2 separate regions of the Sparus aurata genome follow, and region 2 is linked to region 1. Evidence: chromatin contacts called from public Hi-C data. All regions are on one chromosome and are shown on one strand. The core of a region is the stretch at or near the end of the contact, and the rest is flanking DNA. Distances in the headings are between cores, read along the strand shown.

Region 1 (3,809 bases), core at 829-3,328:
CTCTGAGAGTGAAACCTGTGGCTGCCATATTTATGATATATTTCCCTCTGAATTACAGTAACAGAATAACGTTGCAGAAAATCGAAATATTCAATTAAAGTTCAAGTGCCTCCAATGTGAACTGAAGCACTCTACTTGTGTAAATGTACTCCGACACATGATCTGCTTTCTACATGTTGCTGCCTGTGAGTCAACATACAGAAGCTTTACTAAGGAATATAGTAGATGTGATACATGGTTCTGTCATTCATCTACTGTCTGTCTGTCTGACTGGCTCTCTGTAATTAATTTAGCTTTGCATCCATATCTGATCATAGAGCAGTGAGGGTACAATCACGACAGGAAGTGGATGTTATGTTTATGGGAGAGGATTTCCACATGGATTTCCACGTGACGCTGGGCTTGGACAGAGGCCCGGCTGTGTGACCGACTCACTGATTGCAGAAGTAAAGAAACACTAGCTGTTTGATGTCTGGTTACTAATTAACACCTCCAGCCTGTAGACATACCTCTTACGTTGTTCTGAGAATCTTTCTTTTCACATATACTGACGTATTTTGACATTAACTAACAGCAGCCCTTTGTTCAAAAGTAATGTACGGCTTGCTCGGCAGCTTCAGACCTTTAAACTTGATTCTCTATTCTACGTCTCTAGTTTCTATTAAAAGGGAGTGACTGCAGGCCATTCAGATGAGGAATGTGATCTGGCTGTCTGTCTGTTCCTTCAAGATATTGAGCACGATGAAGAAGTGTAAACGGGCGAGCATGAGCCCAGTGTTTTGAACCACATGATGGTTGTGAAGCAGGAGGTGACAATAACATTAAAAAATAATGTTTGCGTGTTGTCTTCCTCTTCATCACTATCCACTATCAACAGTATTAATAATTTACTGAGTAAAGCAGCTCGTGAGCTGCAAGACACCTCCTGCACCTTCAGTATGAACTGACTTTATTCAAATATATATACAAATTTTACACTTTTCGTAATGTAAGTAAAAGTACCACATAAGGAAAAATACTATGTTCAAAATTTGACTAAAGTATTAGAAGTATCAGCAATAATACAGAGAGCAAATGTACACCAACTATTGGAGGGGAAAGTACTACATTTTCAATTCAATTCAATAGACTTTATTGGTATGACATTTTATATGTGCAATCATGAAAATCATGGTGTATTATTACACATGTACTATGCAGACGGATCCCTACAATATCAGTTTAATATAAATACCTAACAGATTCATTATTATTGATGTATTGATATGGATGCAGTACTATATTGTTCAAAGTGTCTACGAAGAAAATGTATTACATCATAACAATGTTGTTGTGTTGATAAGTTGTATCTTGAAGTAAACATCTCTGTAACGCTGTGATACTAATCTCTCACTTTGACAGAGATAGCGACAGAAAGAGCATTCATCCTGATACAAGACACTGCACCATCAAAATGATTATGAAGGTGTTATCTTCAGGTAATAAGTTACATAATGTTGCTTTAATTATAAGGTTTCAACTGATGCTTATAAACCTTTACAATTGCTTAGTAAATGGTTTATAAAGCAGTTCATTGTTAACAGTGAAATAATTGTTAACTAAAGTTTAATTGAGTGTTACTAAGTGTTACCCTACTTTATGAACACGTTGGATAGATCAGTCTATAAGTACAAAGTACAATATTTTCCTGTGACATGTAGTGGAATAGAGGCAGAAAGTAGGATACAATGGAAACACCGTAAATATCAATTGATATTAAATATATAACGTACAATACCACCACTGCATAGCTGTAGACAAAAACAAAGATTTATGCTCATTAGAACTATGAAATAGACCAAATGATGCATTAGAAATATATTTTACAGTTACTATAGCTCTATTAAGACTAACACATTTAAGCATGTGGAACCACAACAGGAAGATATTGTCAAACTCCTCATCTTTTCACTGCAGTGTAAAGTACAGCAGAGGCCAGCTCCACCTATCAGCCACTCCTGTTGATAAGAAGTGCTCCACCTGTCCCAGCCCAAGTAAGAGGAGCCGCCCTGCATGTGAAAGTCCTGCTCTCAGGCGGGAGGCACAGGACAGGGAGGCAGCTGAAATGTGGCCTGACAGGTCTGATGGGAACTCAGAGAGAGTCAGTGTGAAAGGGAGTGAGGCAGGGAGGTTGCTGCGTGACTGACAAGCCTGTCAGCCAGGTGGATTAAGGAGCCGTCTTGCCGGAACTAAAACAATGACATAGCTGTGTTTGTGTTGCTGAGTGTGGAGCTGGTTTGCATCTGATCCTTTCACTGGACTGAGAGGGAACCTCAGGGGGACCTCTGTGGACTCCCACCACCATCAGACAGAGTGACAGAGTGGAATTTCCCCTCCTCTTCCCTGGCTGGAGCCGGGGGCAGATGGTCGCTCTGAGAGTTTGAGCAGAACTCAGGAAGGAGAGTGAGAGGAAGGGTGGGAGGAGGTCCAGAGAGGGAGAGGAAGAAACGCAAAGGAGTGGACAGAAGAGGAGACATGCTTCGCTACGGCTCAGGACGAAATGTTTCCACCACTACCACCACAACAGAGGACTCTCCAGAGTCTTTCAGTGAGGTAAGAAGCCCCAGAGAAGTCAGACACTAAACTCTTCTTCTGTGTTTTGCAAACAGTTCTGTGTTTCTCCCCTCCCTCTTCGTCTTTTTTGACTCTGCAGCCACTTGTTTCTCGTCTGTTTCTTGTCAGCAAGACAGATGTCCCCGGCTAGCATTTTAGTGTCTGCAAAGTTCATGTTTGTTATAGGATGTGTTCACTTACAAGAGCACGTAATGGGAACGGGGGTGTGCAGCAGGCAGGGCTGTCATGTTTATTTGAACAGCTCTCTGATATAACAGGCCTTTGTGCTACAAACTGGCCTTTAAAGATATTCCCATTGTTTTCTCATGAAGAAAGAACCCTTTATTATCCAGTAAAGTCACCATGATATGGGTTTCATAACTGCAGGAGTGTTTTTTCGAAAATAATCTTAATTGTGCAAAATGTTTGTTTGTAACACAGCCAAACAAAGCGCTCACTGTGGTGTCAATATTACTGTAACCATAGCACAGCATTTACATAAACTTTGCAGCTCTGTTGGTCTATAAATAAACCTTTGCTGGTGGTGGTGGACAGTTGAGGTCTGTGGGAGCCGCCAACCACCGCAGTTTCATAGGTGTTTGAGTTTCAGCCCCTCTCTGATGACATAATTCAAAGAATCATTTGCCTATAGAACGTCTTTTATTTGCCTTTTGTCTGTTTGTTCTTCGCAGAGGAGGATCAGGCGCCTCAGGTTAACCCTACACGCGGGGGATACGGAAAACAAGGAGCCCAAAAATGCAAACTCAGACACGGTAAGTCGTGTTATCTCCCTCATTGAAATTCCTCCAATTAACCAGCAACATCCTGCCCATACGTCTCTCCCGACAGCTCTGCTCAGATAGGTAAAGGCTTTAATGAGTAGAGTTCAGTTAATCCTCAATTTCCCTCTTCAGCCACACACACATACACACTGAGACTCTTAGAAATGGCAAACAATAAAACAGCAATCAATTGGAAAATACAAAGACGGCGGGGCAACTGAGATTTATCTGCTTTATTTTATCATCTTGACCAGTTACACAATCATGGCAGGAGGGTGTGTGTGTGTGCGTGTGTGTGTGACTGTGATAATGCACACACAGCTGTTTCACGTTTACTTCAAAGCTCGGCTCCAACTGCACGTATAGTAAATCTATTCCTTACAATGGAACATATTTTACATACTTTCACCGAACAGACAATATGTTTGATATCTA
Region 2 (4,337 bases), core at 1,444-3,943, 140 kb before region 1:
TCATCACTGCACTGTTGGTGGACCCCCGCTGTAAAGATCTCTTCCTGCTTAGTCCGGTGCATCTGTTTCATTTCAGGGTTGAGGTATGCCTTTTGAATTTCAAAAAAGGTTTTATGACCCATGAAATTCAGGTGCAGATGTTTGGCCCACTTTTTGAAGTGTGTAAAGGTGCCACCAGAAAAAAGAATGGAAAGAGCTGTGAGAACGTGGATTTCCGGAAATGCCTCCCAAAGGTGGGGTGATGACATCCATGTGCCCCTGTGTCCACCAAGGCAGCTCCACCTCACCATCTTCTGTGCTCCGCAGTGGGACACATTCTTTTTGGATATGGGCTGTCCACATGTCTGGCACTTCTTAAACAGCTCCATCAAGCAGCTGTCATTCACAATAGTCTTTGACTGACTTAAGTCTGATTCTGTGTTCTTATTTGATTTTGACGTCACTGTTGAGTTTAATTCAGTCTCTCTCTTTTGTTCTCTCAGTCTATCCACAGATGCAATATTGCACAAACTTTTGCTGAGTTCAGCTGGTGGAGGGGACTGGGATGAGGTGCTTGGAGCTCCTGTGGCAATCTGGGACAACAGATGTTCAAAAATGTGTAAAGATACTGTGTGAGAAACTAATCTGAATAGGATTTTACAATGAAAAAATTTATTTAAAAATAAATAAATAAATAAAAATAAAAATGTTTTACCAACAAACATTACCTTGGACTGCATGTATTACTCATTTACACAGAAATAATGCTTCAGATGTTATGTGTTATACCTACAGCACTGGTGTAAAAAATGTTTAAAATCAAGAACTAAACATCAAATACTAGGAACACAGCTGTATTACATCATACTTACTGAGGTTAACACAGAGTCCCTTTCCAAAACGCTATCAATGCTGGAACAGGAAACCACTGAGGAAGAAGCTTGAGCAGCTGTACTGGGAGCCTTGGCCTAATTAAAAAAATAAATAAATAAAATGTTTTGGTAGTCAGTCATTTCCCACCCAATTCCATATTAGAACAATTACGTAACATATGGCACCTGCTGCTTGTGCTAACTTGTATCGACGGCTCACTGTAGCAGTTATAAAAGTAACACCAACCTTTCCCAACCCAAGTTTTCCACACATGTATTGCACGCTCTGAGCAAACCTTATACCAAATAGAACCTCAGTTATGTATCTCGACTCCTCTCCTTCTCTCAGCTGTGGTCCCGCTTACTCCTTTAGTGATCTAAATTTATACACAGAGTTTAACCAAGCTGGGTCCCAAATAGTAAGTGGGCGAAAGATTGCAGTCCTATGTGAGCATGAACAAGGGACAGCCTCAAAGGGCATGGCAGTTCCTTGTCAGTTCACAATGTCACAATGATGTAAACAAGCTCCTGATTTACAGTATTTTCTTAAAAACAGACCTCTCATTCCAAATAAATAGATGCAAAAAGTGATTCTGGAAAGATGGTTGATTGCTGAGTCAACGCTTTGGGGTGGTAGTTCAGCCAAGTACCAGCCCAAAGTGACAGTGACTGACACTCAACAACCAACTATATTATTGTAGAATAAAGAAAGTTTCAGCAAGAGATGTTTGTAAGTGGAACAAACAGAAAGACTGTTGCAATATCCATTTAAACAGAGTTATCATGTTCAAACTTCAATAACTTTTACATGCTATTCAATTTGCAATTAATTCACAAGACTACATTCGCTTATGCATTTTACTAATTGATTACGCTGGTTTGCGCTCCCTTTCACTGATGTTAGTAGGACAGACAACACTGACAGTTTATGTCGTTATGGCATTTCAGGGTCAGAGGAAGAGATGCGGCTCTTCACAGAAAATCATTGATAGTTATTGAGAAGTGCCTGCATGCCTATAAAGTCTAGTGCATTCAACTTAAATCCCCAGCTCCCCCACCACCACTTTCCCTACATGCTGTGAGGCACTTCCTGGGGTTGACGTACGGGTTGACGTTTTCTCCTGTCACCATGCACCAGGTTACACTTTACCTTTCCACCACAATGGATGTCCTAGCTCTCCTCAGCGGCAGCTCTGCTCTAAACCACACATTAGGGGTTTCTAGCCAACGTTATGTTTAAAACTCCAGGTGAAGTAAATGATTTACCTCTGTTCGGCTGCTGTCGTCAGCGGGCAGAGAGGTGTTCACGTCCTCTTGTTGTCTTCCAGAGAACACAGATGGGATAACGTGGGACTTGAGGATCTTTCTGGGCGTTGTTTTCATAAGTTCTGCCTGTATGTCCGGCTCGTAATCTTCCGGTTTAAAATGCTGGCTACAGACTCTTATGTTGCCGTATTTACTGACTGGCGTGTTTTCGTCAAATTTGGGGTTCTGTATGGCCTTTAACCACTTTCTGCATCGGCCCGGGTCTCTTGTAGGCAGAGAGTGGAAGACGACTCCCCGGGACCTGGCCTTCCTGTAGCCCTTACAGCCCGGAACAGAGCACATCCCCGGCATCGTTACACTGATAACACCGACCCCGGTGCAGAAGAAACGAGGAGTTGTCTTACTGACTGACGGCTGCCACCATGTCTGAATTGAAGCACAGTGACCAGCAGTCTGCCGCTGCTGAGATTGGTGAACGTGACAGCGGAGCGTAAACACACAGGAGTGTCGCGCTTTGCATTTTGGGAAACGTAGTCACCAGGGTTTTTTGGTTGTTTTTTTTTACGAGAAAAAGTTAAGTTGAGAGGAGGAAAATAACTTTACTTGTGATAGCTACTTACCTGAAATAATAAAAAAAGAACAAATCACAGGGTTTCCCATTTTGAACACGCCAAAATGTTGGTCACGTTATAACAGCTCAACCGTCTCCATGGCAACTGACCTCTATCCACTGACAACGGTTTAAAAACATGGCTGAAATAGTTGGACAACTTCCGGTTTGATATTGTGCTAATTTCTTGTCAAATTACTTATTTGACTTCAAGCTCCAAATGCAAAAGAGTGTATAAAAAATATTTCTCATATTATCTTAACCCTTATTTCATATTTTCCATTTTATTGGACTCATTAGTGGGCTGTGCTCGCCAGCCCACTATGGACACCTCTATAGCAGAGCTATAGGTGTCCATAGTGGGCTGTTGTTATTGCTCGCGCCTCTTTTTATTATTTTTCTTCTACCGTCCTTTTTTTGGTACTTTTCACGCCCCGCACCGTTGAGCGAATACCAACAAAAAATACATCAAAACGTGCGACTCGGGCGGACTCGGTATGCTATTATTTTTCTCAGGAAAATATGAATTTTTCGCGACGTACGTCGCGAAAAACTGCGACAAATGTCCCATAAGGAATGAATGGGACGAGGTCAAAAAACTCGCAAATCTGCAATGTTTTTCAAACATCTCCTGCTCGGGCATACGTTCTCGTGGAAACACCATTCCAGCTTTAAAATGTAGGCACAAGTCCTGAGTATTTTTGTTGTATTTGAACTTTTTTCCTACGATGTGTAGTTTTTGAACTGTGACCCTTGAATGGCGGTGAGTGATTTTGGAGAAATTCAGGGTTTTCAATGAGTGTGTATGGCGGAATGTTCGTGCAGCACAGTGGAGAGGACCAACTGACAGAGTGAGCGAGATTCAAAAATTCGCTCAGAGATTTTCTCTTTCCGTGACGATCCTGGCCACAAATTAGGCTCAAAAACAGTGATACTTTCCAGAGTTGTAGCCACACTTGTCTTCTTTCTCCCAATGTGTCCACTTTATCGGTAGGATTTACGGTTTTTAAATTATCGACCGCTAACCGACAAGAGTAGCTCTGAAATGCTCCATTTACTCCAATGTAAATCGGGAGAAGGATTTCCAAAACTGCACGCTTTTTTAACTCGCTGCCATTTCCACATTTCTGAAGCTAGGACCACAAAACTTAATGAGTGTGTTCTTTAAGGCCTTTCTGGCTCGATCGTGAAAAAAAATTCTTGATATCATGTAAGATTTTGACCAAATAGCACTAGTTTGACGTCCTAGATGTGAGGCAGAAATTGCTCTCAAATCAGCTCCCTCACAGGCCGCTGCTACGGCCCTTGCCAACGGTCACCTAGCAACCAAAAACAGCTGGGCCAAGAGAGAGAGTGACAGACAGACAGACACTAGACACACATCAGACAGACAGACAGACAGACAGACAGACACACAGGAGACACACATCAGACAGACAGAAAGACAGACAGGAGACACACATCAGACAGACAGACAGACAGACAGACAGACACACAGGAGACACACATCAGACAGACAGACAGACAGACAGACAGACACACAGGAGACGCACATCAGACAGACACACAGACAGACACACAGGAGACACACATCAGACAGACAGACAGAC

The links. A called contact is a pair of places that touch in the nucleus more often than the background predicts.
Region 2: a Hi-C map of an unstated tissue shows a contact between it and region 1, with 13 times the contacts expected there. The contact joins the promoter of LOC115580887 here to the promoter of myzap in region 1. A contact is called at or near these places in 2 of 2 Hi-C or Micro-C datasets (skeletal muscle and an unstated tissue).

What each region holds. Positions count from the first base shown.
Region 1 is chr4:26,291,291-26,295,099 of fSpaAur1.1, reverse strand. It overlaps myzap (myocardial zonula adherens protein), which reads left to right and starts at 2,078. Exons shown (of 14, transcript XM_030415157.1): 1 at 2,078-2,592; 2 at 3,285-3,365. The coding sequence starts at 2,515.
Region 2 is chr4:26,429,866-26,434,202 of fSpaAur1.1, reverse strand. LOC115580887 reads right to left here and starts at 2,693. Exons shown (of 12, transcript XM_030415611.1): 1 at 2,118-2,693; 2 at 852-947; 3 at 1-572. The coding sequence starts at 2,468.